Regions from separate parts of the Mus musculus genome. Here all the other regions are linked to region 3. The links are chromatin contacts, called in public promoter capture Hi-C maps. All regions are on one chromosome and are shown on one strand. The core of a region is the stretch at or near the end of the contact, and the rest is flanking DNA. Distances in the headings are between cores, read along the strand shown.

Region 1 (2,700 bases), core at 112-2,611, 290 kb after region 3:
AGCAATGAACATGGCCTCTACATTCTTTCCTCTCTATTCTCTAGGCCAGCTGGCTAGGCCTCTGACTTTCCTACCCATATGCTGACAGCAATGACAGTCAGGTAGCCTCAGGGCAATGGCCAGGAGGCACCTTCTTCTTTAGGCCATGCCTCCATAAACTGGCATCGCCCTCCCCCTTCCATCCCCTCGGCGCCGGCATCGATGACATCATTCCTGCCTGACTCCAGGACCACGGACCGGAGGCAGGATCCCCGCCCAGCAAAGACTCCAAACACGTAGGCCTAAGATGATAGGGGCTCTTCCGAATTCCGAACCGGTCGGCACGGCCCACTTCAGCACAGCTCCACCTCTTATCCTGGAGATACCTTCCCATGGACACCCTTGAGTCTCCATCTCGCCACCGCAAACTCTTCCCCTTCCCGATGCCCCCAGATCGAAATGGGGCTCCTCTCTCGAGAGGAAGGAAATTCCCAGGTTCTGCAATGAACCTCTGCCCCCATCAAGGCCTGGTTCCTGCTCAGCTTTGCTATATTTATCTAAAGGACCGGCGGGCAGGCCTCTCCTTTTCTAAAGGCCTATTTCCTTTCCTCCTTAGACTGATCTGCTGGCCTCCTCCCTCGCCCTGAGCATCACAGGCCTCGGGGAGCTAAACGCCTTTCTCATCCGACCCCCCGGGCTTGCTGCCAAAGATGCTCTGTGACATCCTCCTAAATTGCCCTCCACTAGAGGTGTGCACTAGAGTGCCTCCCTTGGTCCTATCCGACGGCGTTCTGCATCTGCTGACCGTGCCCTCCGCCCTTTCAGGTCCTTCGCTCGCACCGCTGGTAATCTCCCACGGTTTTCTCGCTCTGCAAATCTCCCTCCCCCGGCAAAGCGTTTTCAGGACTCCCTCTACCTTATCAGATGGCGCCCCCTCGCACAATCCCCACGGCCTAGTTCCTTCCCTCCCCTCCAGCGGCGCCCCTCCCGGCCCTGGCCTCTCCGCCGCCCGCCCCCTCACCAGCGGCTGCATCTCCGAGTGCGCGGTGGGCACCTGGAACCGGTCGATCTCCTCCATCATGGTGCCGGCGGGCGAGCGGGCCAGGGGCCGGGCGCGGCCAGGGACGCCGATGGGACCGCGCGGGGCGGCGGCCCCAGAAGCCCGGCAGATTATGCAGACTAGGCCGCCCTGGACCGGTCGGGCGGATAGGCGGATGGAAGGATGGATAGGCGGCGAGAGGCTCGCGGGATGACTGAGACCGGCGTAGCTCCGTGGGGTTGCCTAGAGCTACCGCGGCAGTAGCCCCGCGGAGCCGCAGGTCTTGCCTCGCCTCCTCCTCCGCCGCCGCCTCCTGTCAGCAGCTCAGCCACTGCGGTGACTCTGCAACTCCACTTCCGGGTCCGGGACACCGCCCGGATCCTGCATTATTCATGAGAAGGCGGTGTCTGGGTGCCCCAGCCCTTCCCACTTGCGGGAGCTCCTTGCGCGGAGGGCGGACTTATCTTTCTCTGCGGAGGCGGGGCTTAGCGGGGCCAGAGGATCCCTGCGCGCCCAAGTTCCGCCTCCTCCCCGTGTCCGGAGGGGGCGCTAGGTGCGCCTGCGCACCCGGTGCCTGTCGGTTGCTGGGTAACCGCGTCAGGGAGGAGCTGATGCTGTTCTACAAGGGCGCGAGGACCCACAACGTCAGCTGTCCCCGAAGAACCCTGGTGACTGGGAATTGAAGTGGAAGAGAGTCTGCACTTCCTGTGTGTGGTCAAGAAGGAGAAACTACTCCCCAGGAGAGGAAGCGTTTTGTAGGTTTTTCAGGGTGTGAGGTGCTTTCTATTCTTGCGGCAATGCCCTCGAAACAGATTCGTAAGCAGGTAATGTCTTACTGTGGCCTGCTGTCTTCTGAAGACCTCTGACCTTAACCGCCAGTTATTTCCTGTTGACCTCCAACCTCTCTTTCTTGTGACTCCTGGTTTGTGTTCCCACTGACCTGATTCTCCTGTTCTTTCTCACAAATCCTGCCCTCCTCTCCCAAATTTTCCTGAACCCACAGTCATTTTACTTTTAACCGAATCTGGTTTTTTCTTATTACTTCCATCTCTTCACAGACCCATCTTGTCTTGTCTTCGCCCTTAATCTCCCAACACTCCACTGAGTCCCTTCCTCATTCCCCTCTCATTCTTGTCCCAGTGGATTTTTTTATTCAACACTGCAGCATGGTCACTGCAGAGCTAAGTAAGTGGGGACATTTGCCATGTGGGAACTCAGAGAGGGGGCATGAGAACTGCACAGGAGACACGGAATAGAACAGATCGTGTGCAGGAATTTGGAGCAAGAAGTCAGAGAGGAAGAAAAAAAGACCCTTTTTCTAACCATGTTCCCTGCCCTCCAACACAAGTTTCCTTCTTATAAGACCCTCATTCACTTAGCCTTGTGAACGTTATGTTTCTGTCACCTGGCAATATGTTATCCCTTCTCACAGGAGAGTTGAATTACTCCCCAAATCACCACACATGATAAGCTAGTCTCAGGTTCTCAAGGAGCATTCTGCGATATAAAAGAATGACTCTTTCTGTCCTATAGAAATTGCTTTTATTTCCTAACGTCTAGCAGAGCATCTACTTTAAAAACAAACAAACAAACAAACAAACAAACAAAATGCTTTTCTATACTTAAGCCTAGGTATATTGAGGTTTGGAGAGCAAATCTGTGCCCATGATATCTAAGACTTC
Region 2 (2,700 bases), core at 46-2,545, 330 kb before region 3:
TGTTTTAAAACAGGTACTCAATCTTTTCTAAGTAAGTGGAGTTCAAATCCACCTTTAGATTGCGCTCCCAACCAGTCAAGAGTCAGAAGGAGTCCTAGTTCCTATTTGTGCCTCACAGATCAGACATCAAGAGGCCTTTGGGGGGGTGGGGGTGGGGATTCATCTCAAAGTTTCATAAAACTGCTGGATATAGAGCCATGGTTTAGGTAGCAAAGTTTGTTGTTAGTCTTTCCTAACTGATTCTAAGGAAATGTCATGGCTTCAGCTTTCTCGTGTACTTCCCAAGGTTTTTAGTTCTGTGTTGATGTAACCAGATGTCCAGAAAGTAACTCTTGGACTCACGGCCCATTGAACCTGCGGTTCTATGACATCCAACAAAAACACTACTCAGTAAATAAGGAACAGCGGGATCACGCACCAAGTTCGTACTCTTTACACTGGTGGATGTCCAGAACCACGGAAGTTCTACACACAAGAAGGCCTAATATAAGCCTGACACAAAGACCCACGATTACTAGCGTTACACACTCAACTTTGCTTCCAAATAGAGGATCCAATAAGTGTCCAGGGACCGGCCACAGGGAAAGATGTCCTGACACCAGCCCTAAGCAAAAACATCCCCAAATATATATAGCCAAGAACCCATGTTTCTTTCTCCCAAGACTACATGTGGCCAAACCCACATATCCCAACCCGATCTACGGAACCCTCCTTGGCGCTCACTGTGGGTGACGATCACGCTGAGTCTGGGTGTTTCCATTTCCTCCGTCTGGACCATCTCCTCGGTCTTGGCCATGTTGTCGGTCTGGGTCACCTCTTCTGCCACAGTTACTTCCTCGGTTTGGGTCGCCTCCTCGATCTTGGTCACCTCCTCTACCTGGGTCCCGGTCACGTTCTTGCTACGGGTCACTTTCTTACTTCTAGTCAACTCCCTGCTGCTGCTCCCTACCTTCTCGCTCTGAGAAGAGCGGGGCCGGACTTTCTTCTTCACCCGCGGCTTGCAGGCGCCGGCGGCGGCGCCCCTGGTGGATCGGTCATGCCCGCTGGCTGCACTGCGCACAGAGGAACGCTGAGAGGGAGGCAAGCCCCGCTCGGCCCGGGACTCCGACTGGCGCGGCTCCCGGGCAGGCCGAGGGGCGCGCAGCCTGGGTCCCAGCGGCTCCCGGTCGCCTCGCGGTCGCCGCGCGGCGCTGCGACCCGCCAGGCCGCGTTTGTTCACAGCGCAGCGGTGGCTACCGGGCGCGCAGCCTTGCAACCCCGCCCCACTACTCACCAGTTCCGCCCCATCTACTCGCCACGCCCTCGGAACTGACCCTGCTTCAGGCCCCGCCCTATCCGCCCAGCCGCGTCTAAGCCCCACCCACTCCGCCAAGGCACCGCCCTATCCCTCCTCATAAGCCCCTCCTTCAGAAGTCTTTCCACCTCTCCCAGAGCTCCGCGCTCCTTCTCCGGAAGGAGGAGCTGAAAACACGGAAAAGGGATCGGGAGACTCGGGCGAGCACTCTGCGCCTGCGCATGGGGTGGGGGAAGCCGGAAATTGACACCAGAGCGACTACGCTTCCGTTTCTGGTTTTCCTCCAGTGTTTGGGTTTCCTCGCAGCCGGCCAAGATGAACCGATTCTTCGGAAAAGCGAAACCCAAGGCTCCGCCACCTAGCTTGACGGACTGCATTGGGACGGTGGGCATTTGACTTTGCATACCTCTGACACTCCGACCCGTCCATCCCGAATTCGTACTCCACCCCATTCCTGGTTCGGGCCCATTAAACCTGAGTCTTCTTCATCCCCACCCCTTTCATCCCTGTTTTCCAGGTCATTCCTGACCCCAGAGACCAGACAGTCTAATCTCATCATTCTTTCGCCCTTACTGCACTTAGCTCTTTCCGATGCCCACTGTGCCCCACCCCTTCTTCCTCGCTTTGGTTCCCACATTCCAACCTACGTACCCTATGTCACTACACCCCACTTTGTCTAACCTGGCCTTTTAAAAACCCTTTTTCACTCTTCTCCCCTTACCCATGTCAGGGTTAACATATCTGTACCTTAGTCCTGGGTCTGAGTAGCATAGAATTCTGAATCTTGGCCCTTCCAGATTAAACCTGATCTCGGAAATGGTTTTAGATCTCATCTTAGCCTGTGTTGATTGGTTCATTCCACGCACGTTCATGCAGAGTCCCAAACTGACTATTCTCCTACTTGGGAAATCTCAGCCAGCGGAGAGAATCCCAAATCGTTTTCCTCAAGAGAGGGCTGCTATATCAGAATCTAGGAGGTGGGAGAGAGTTTATGAAAGCCCTCCAATGGTTCGGGCTGGAATTCCCCACCCTTAAGAAAAACCCTATTTTCTGCCCTTTGCTATATTGTTCCTTTTTTCTTTTGCATATCCCTCTCTTTCTGCCCCTTTCCATGTAAACATATTACAATAATTACCACTGCATGTGATGTTTTCTTCCAAGGTGGATAGCAGGGCAGAATCCATTGACAAAAAGATTTCCCGGCTGGATGCTGAACTAGTGAAATATAAGGATCAAATCAAGAAGATGAGAGAGGGTCCTGCTAAGGTAAGGCTGGTGACAACTGTTGTAGGAAGTACTGTGAAGGGACTGACTGGTGAAGGATACAAGAAAAATACACGAAATCTGGTAAAGAGAAGCTACTTGTGAGGACCTGTTCTTCAGGGAACAGAAGCTACAGCCATATA
Region 3 (2,700 bases), core at 89-2,588:
GCAGGTGGATCTCTATGGGTGCAAGGCCAGCCTGGTCTACAAAGCAAGTGGGGGACAGCCAAGGTTGTAACATGAAGAAACCCTGTAAAAACTATCGAGCGAGCGAGCGAGCTAGAGAGACTGAGACAAGAGGCTCTCAAGTTAAAAGCCAGCCTTGGCTAGGTAGTGCAACCCTCTCTCAAAAACGCCCTCCCAAAAAAAGGCATGCTCTTCAAATAAATGATCTCTGGGTACCTCATAGAATCACCTAAAAGCTCCAATTGTTACTGTACACAATTGCTGGAGAAAAGTAAAGAGTAGGCAGACTATGCACCTTGGAAATAAAGTAGAAAGGCGTATTAGTGGTAGTAAACTACGAGATTATGTTAAAGCAAAAAACTGCAGGAAGACTTCCAAGACCAACCCAAAGAGAAAACACGAATCCTAAGTGGTGACAGTTGACATGCCTGGGTAACTAAACCTGAAAATGCAGGGGGGAAGGTGGGAGAGCTGACTATGCCTGGGTAACTAAACCTGAAAATGCAGGGGGGAAGGTGGGAGAGCTGACTAGGAAAACTGAGCTGGAACGCACCAGGCTAAAGAATTTGTTTGAATTTCTAACAACGCTTTACAGTTCACAAGCACTCTTACCTCACCTTAAAGAATAAATAAACTATGACACCACCAGACTTCAATAGGGCATGAAGAGGAAACTCACAGAGTTTCAACTAACACCAAAGACCACAGTAATGAAAAGTAGTAAAATTGAACTATGCCTTCAGATTAAGTGGGGAGAGACTAGAGCGCAGAAGTTGGGCACTAAGACCAGTCCCAGGACAGGCGCCAGACTAGAAAGCTGAAAGGTGGTCCGGATGGGGCGACAGCGTGGCGGAGGAGCTCCTGCCAACGTGCAGGGACCGAGGTGGGAGAGAAAACCACACCCTCCAGGATAAAAACCCAAAGGGGGGGGAGGGGAAGGCGCCCCCTGGGGCTGGGTGGGGCCGGCCAACTAGGATGGGGGGTGGGGGGTGGAGCAGGAAGCACAGGGCAACCTGAGCGGGAGAGGAAAGAGAGTGCTCAGGCCTGGACACACTACGGAAACATGAAGCCAGCGAGGGAAGCTCGGCCCGATCCACCCGAGTAGACGCTGGGGCATCCCAAAGGGGGCTGGGAGTTCAGAAGACCTTAGCCCAGGTCCAGAAAGCATACACTGCAAGGTTCAGGGCCCTGGGAGGCAGGATGAAGGGGACCGGGTGACAATTACCGCTGCTGCTCTCGTTGGACTCGGGACCCGCCGCCGCCGCCGCTCGTTACCTGCCAATGTGCCTCTTACAAAGCGGCGGCGGCGGCAGAGGCGGCCCTGCCCGTCACGTGATCCCTACGTCACGGGAGAGGGTGGAGCCAGTACTTGAAGATTGAACGGGGTTACCCGGCTGGCTAACACAGCTCTGGGAGCTGAGCGAGAGGAACTATGTGGAGGCGGCGGAGATGGTGACATTGCTTGTGGTCAGAATTTCAGGGTCGTACTATCCGCCGCCTATAGAGAACCCACTATTAAAGCGTGCGGTCGCGCTATGATGACCTCAGAAACACTGCAAGATGCTCGATGCGTGCGGCTCTTTCGTCACGTGACATGGTGCAGCCACTCAAAGCAAGCCTGGCTTCTAGACGTTTTGAGGGCGAACTACAACTCCCAGAGTGCTGCGCGGCAAAGGCACTCTCTACGACCGCCTTTTCTCAGCGTGCTCCTAAGTACAACTCCTGATTCTGACTTATTCGAGCATCTTATGGCTAGCTTCCGAGTTAGTACCAATGGGTGCCACCTGCCAAGCGAACCAGCGTGGTTCCTGCTGGGAGGTGTAGTTCTGGCGGAGAGTGGGTCTAGCTCCCACGTTGCGAGGCTGGCGCTCCGCCCTGCCCTCTGCGCGGGAAAACGCCAACCGCCAGCTGCTGAGCCAGACACCCAGAACGTCCTCGGCTGAAGGCCACGAGACTTCAATGTAGTCAAATGTGGACTGCTTTCTGCATTCCCAACTCTCTTCTGCAGGAAACAACTACCATTCCTTGAACGCCAACGGGATGTTAGAGGTGTTCTAGCCCAAAAGGCTACTAGTATCGGACCGGTTTTGCAAATAGGAAAGGAAAAGTTATTTTCTGGCATAAGAAACCTAAATCAGGTTTTCCTTGTTGAGAAGTTACCTGATCCACCTCTTAGTAAAGATGTTAACCTCAGGAGATTAAGCAAAAGTAATGGAGTTTTGTTGTTTTTTGATTTTTTGAGACAGGGCTTCCCTGTTTTGGAACTTGCTTTGTAGACCATACTGGCCTCAAACTCACAGAGTGCTGGGAGTAAAGGCACGTGACACCACAGGCCGACTCAAATAAAGATTAATCACTAGCATATCTTTAAAAAATAAATAAATAGATAGATGTTGCGCTGGAGAGATGGCTCAGTGGTTAAGAGCACTGACTTCTCTTCCAGAGGTCCTGAGTTCAATTCCCCGCAACCACACGGTGGCTCACAACCATCTGTAATGGGATCCAATGACCTCTTCTGGGGTGTCTGAAGACAGCACAGTGTACTCACATACATTAAATAAATAATTTTTTTTTAGATGTTTAAAACACTTTAACTCCAGCCCAGACTAACCTAGCCTTATTGTGCAGTACATGGTGACCGCTAACTCTCAGCAGTCATCCTGCCTTGGTCTCCCAAATGGT

What was found. Promoter capture Hi-C pulls out the DNA fragments that hold promoters and counts their contacts. Capture Hi-C pulls out chosen DNA fragments and counts their contacts.
Region 1: a contact with region 3 is called in a promoter capture Hi-C map of adipose tissue. The contact joins the promoter of Fam219a here to the promoter of Ubap2 in region 3. A contact is called at or near these places in 3 of 39 promoter capture datasets (cranial neural crest, maxillary cranial neural crest and second pharyngeal arch cranial neural crest), 6 of 484 Hi-C or Micro-C datasets (CD4 T cells, CD8 T cells, forebrain and 3 more), 2 of 115 datasets of contacts at active chromatin or transcription factors (effector CD8 T cells and memory CD8 T cells) and 3 of 9 other capture datasets (adipose tissue, liver and pancreatic islet).
Region 2: a contact with region 3 is called in a promoter capture Hi-C map of second pharyngeal arch cranial neural crest. The contact joins the promoter of Bag1 here to the promoter of Ubap2 in region 3. A contact is called at or near these places in 12 of 39 promoter capture datasets (the 3T3-L1 cell line, the C10 cell line, cranial neural crest and 8 more), 5 of 484 Hi-C or Micro-C datasets (CD4 T cells, LSK cells and embryonic stem cells), 7 of 115 datasets of contacts at active chromatin or transcription factors (bone marrow-derived macrophages, effector CD8 T cells, embryonic limb bud and 4 more) and 1 of 9 other capture datasets (embryonic stem cells).

Annotation. Positions count from the first base shown.
Region 1 is chr4:41,568,177-41,570,876 of GRCm38.p6, forward strand. It overlaps Fam219a (family with sequence similarity 219, member A), which reads right to left and starts at 1,362. Exons shown (of 6, transcript NM_001159583.2): 1 at 1,001-1,362. The coding sequence starts at 1,060. Dnaic1 (dynein, axonemal, intermediate chain 1) reads left to right here and starts at 1,618. Exons shown (of 20, transcript NM_175138.4): 1 at 1,618-1,842. The coding sequence starts at 1,816.
Region 2 is chr4:40,946,999-40,949,698 of GRCm38.p6, forward strand. It overlaps Bag1 (BCL2-associated athanogene 1), which reads right to left and starts at 1,296. Exons shown (of 7, transcript NM_001171739.1): 1 at 724-1,296. The coding sequence starts at 796. It overlaps Chmp5 (charged multivesicular body protein 5), which reads left to right and starts at 1,555. Exons shown (of 8, transcript NM_029814.1): 1 at 1,555-1,678; 2 at 2,456-2,560. The coding sequence starts at 1,610.
Region 3 is chr4:41,273,797-41,276,496 of GRCm38.p6, forward strand. It overlaps Ubap2 (ubiquitin-associated protein 2), which reads right to left and starts at 1,339. Exons shown (of 29, transcript NM_026872.1): 1 at 1,244-1,339.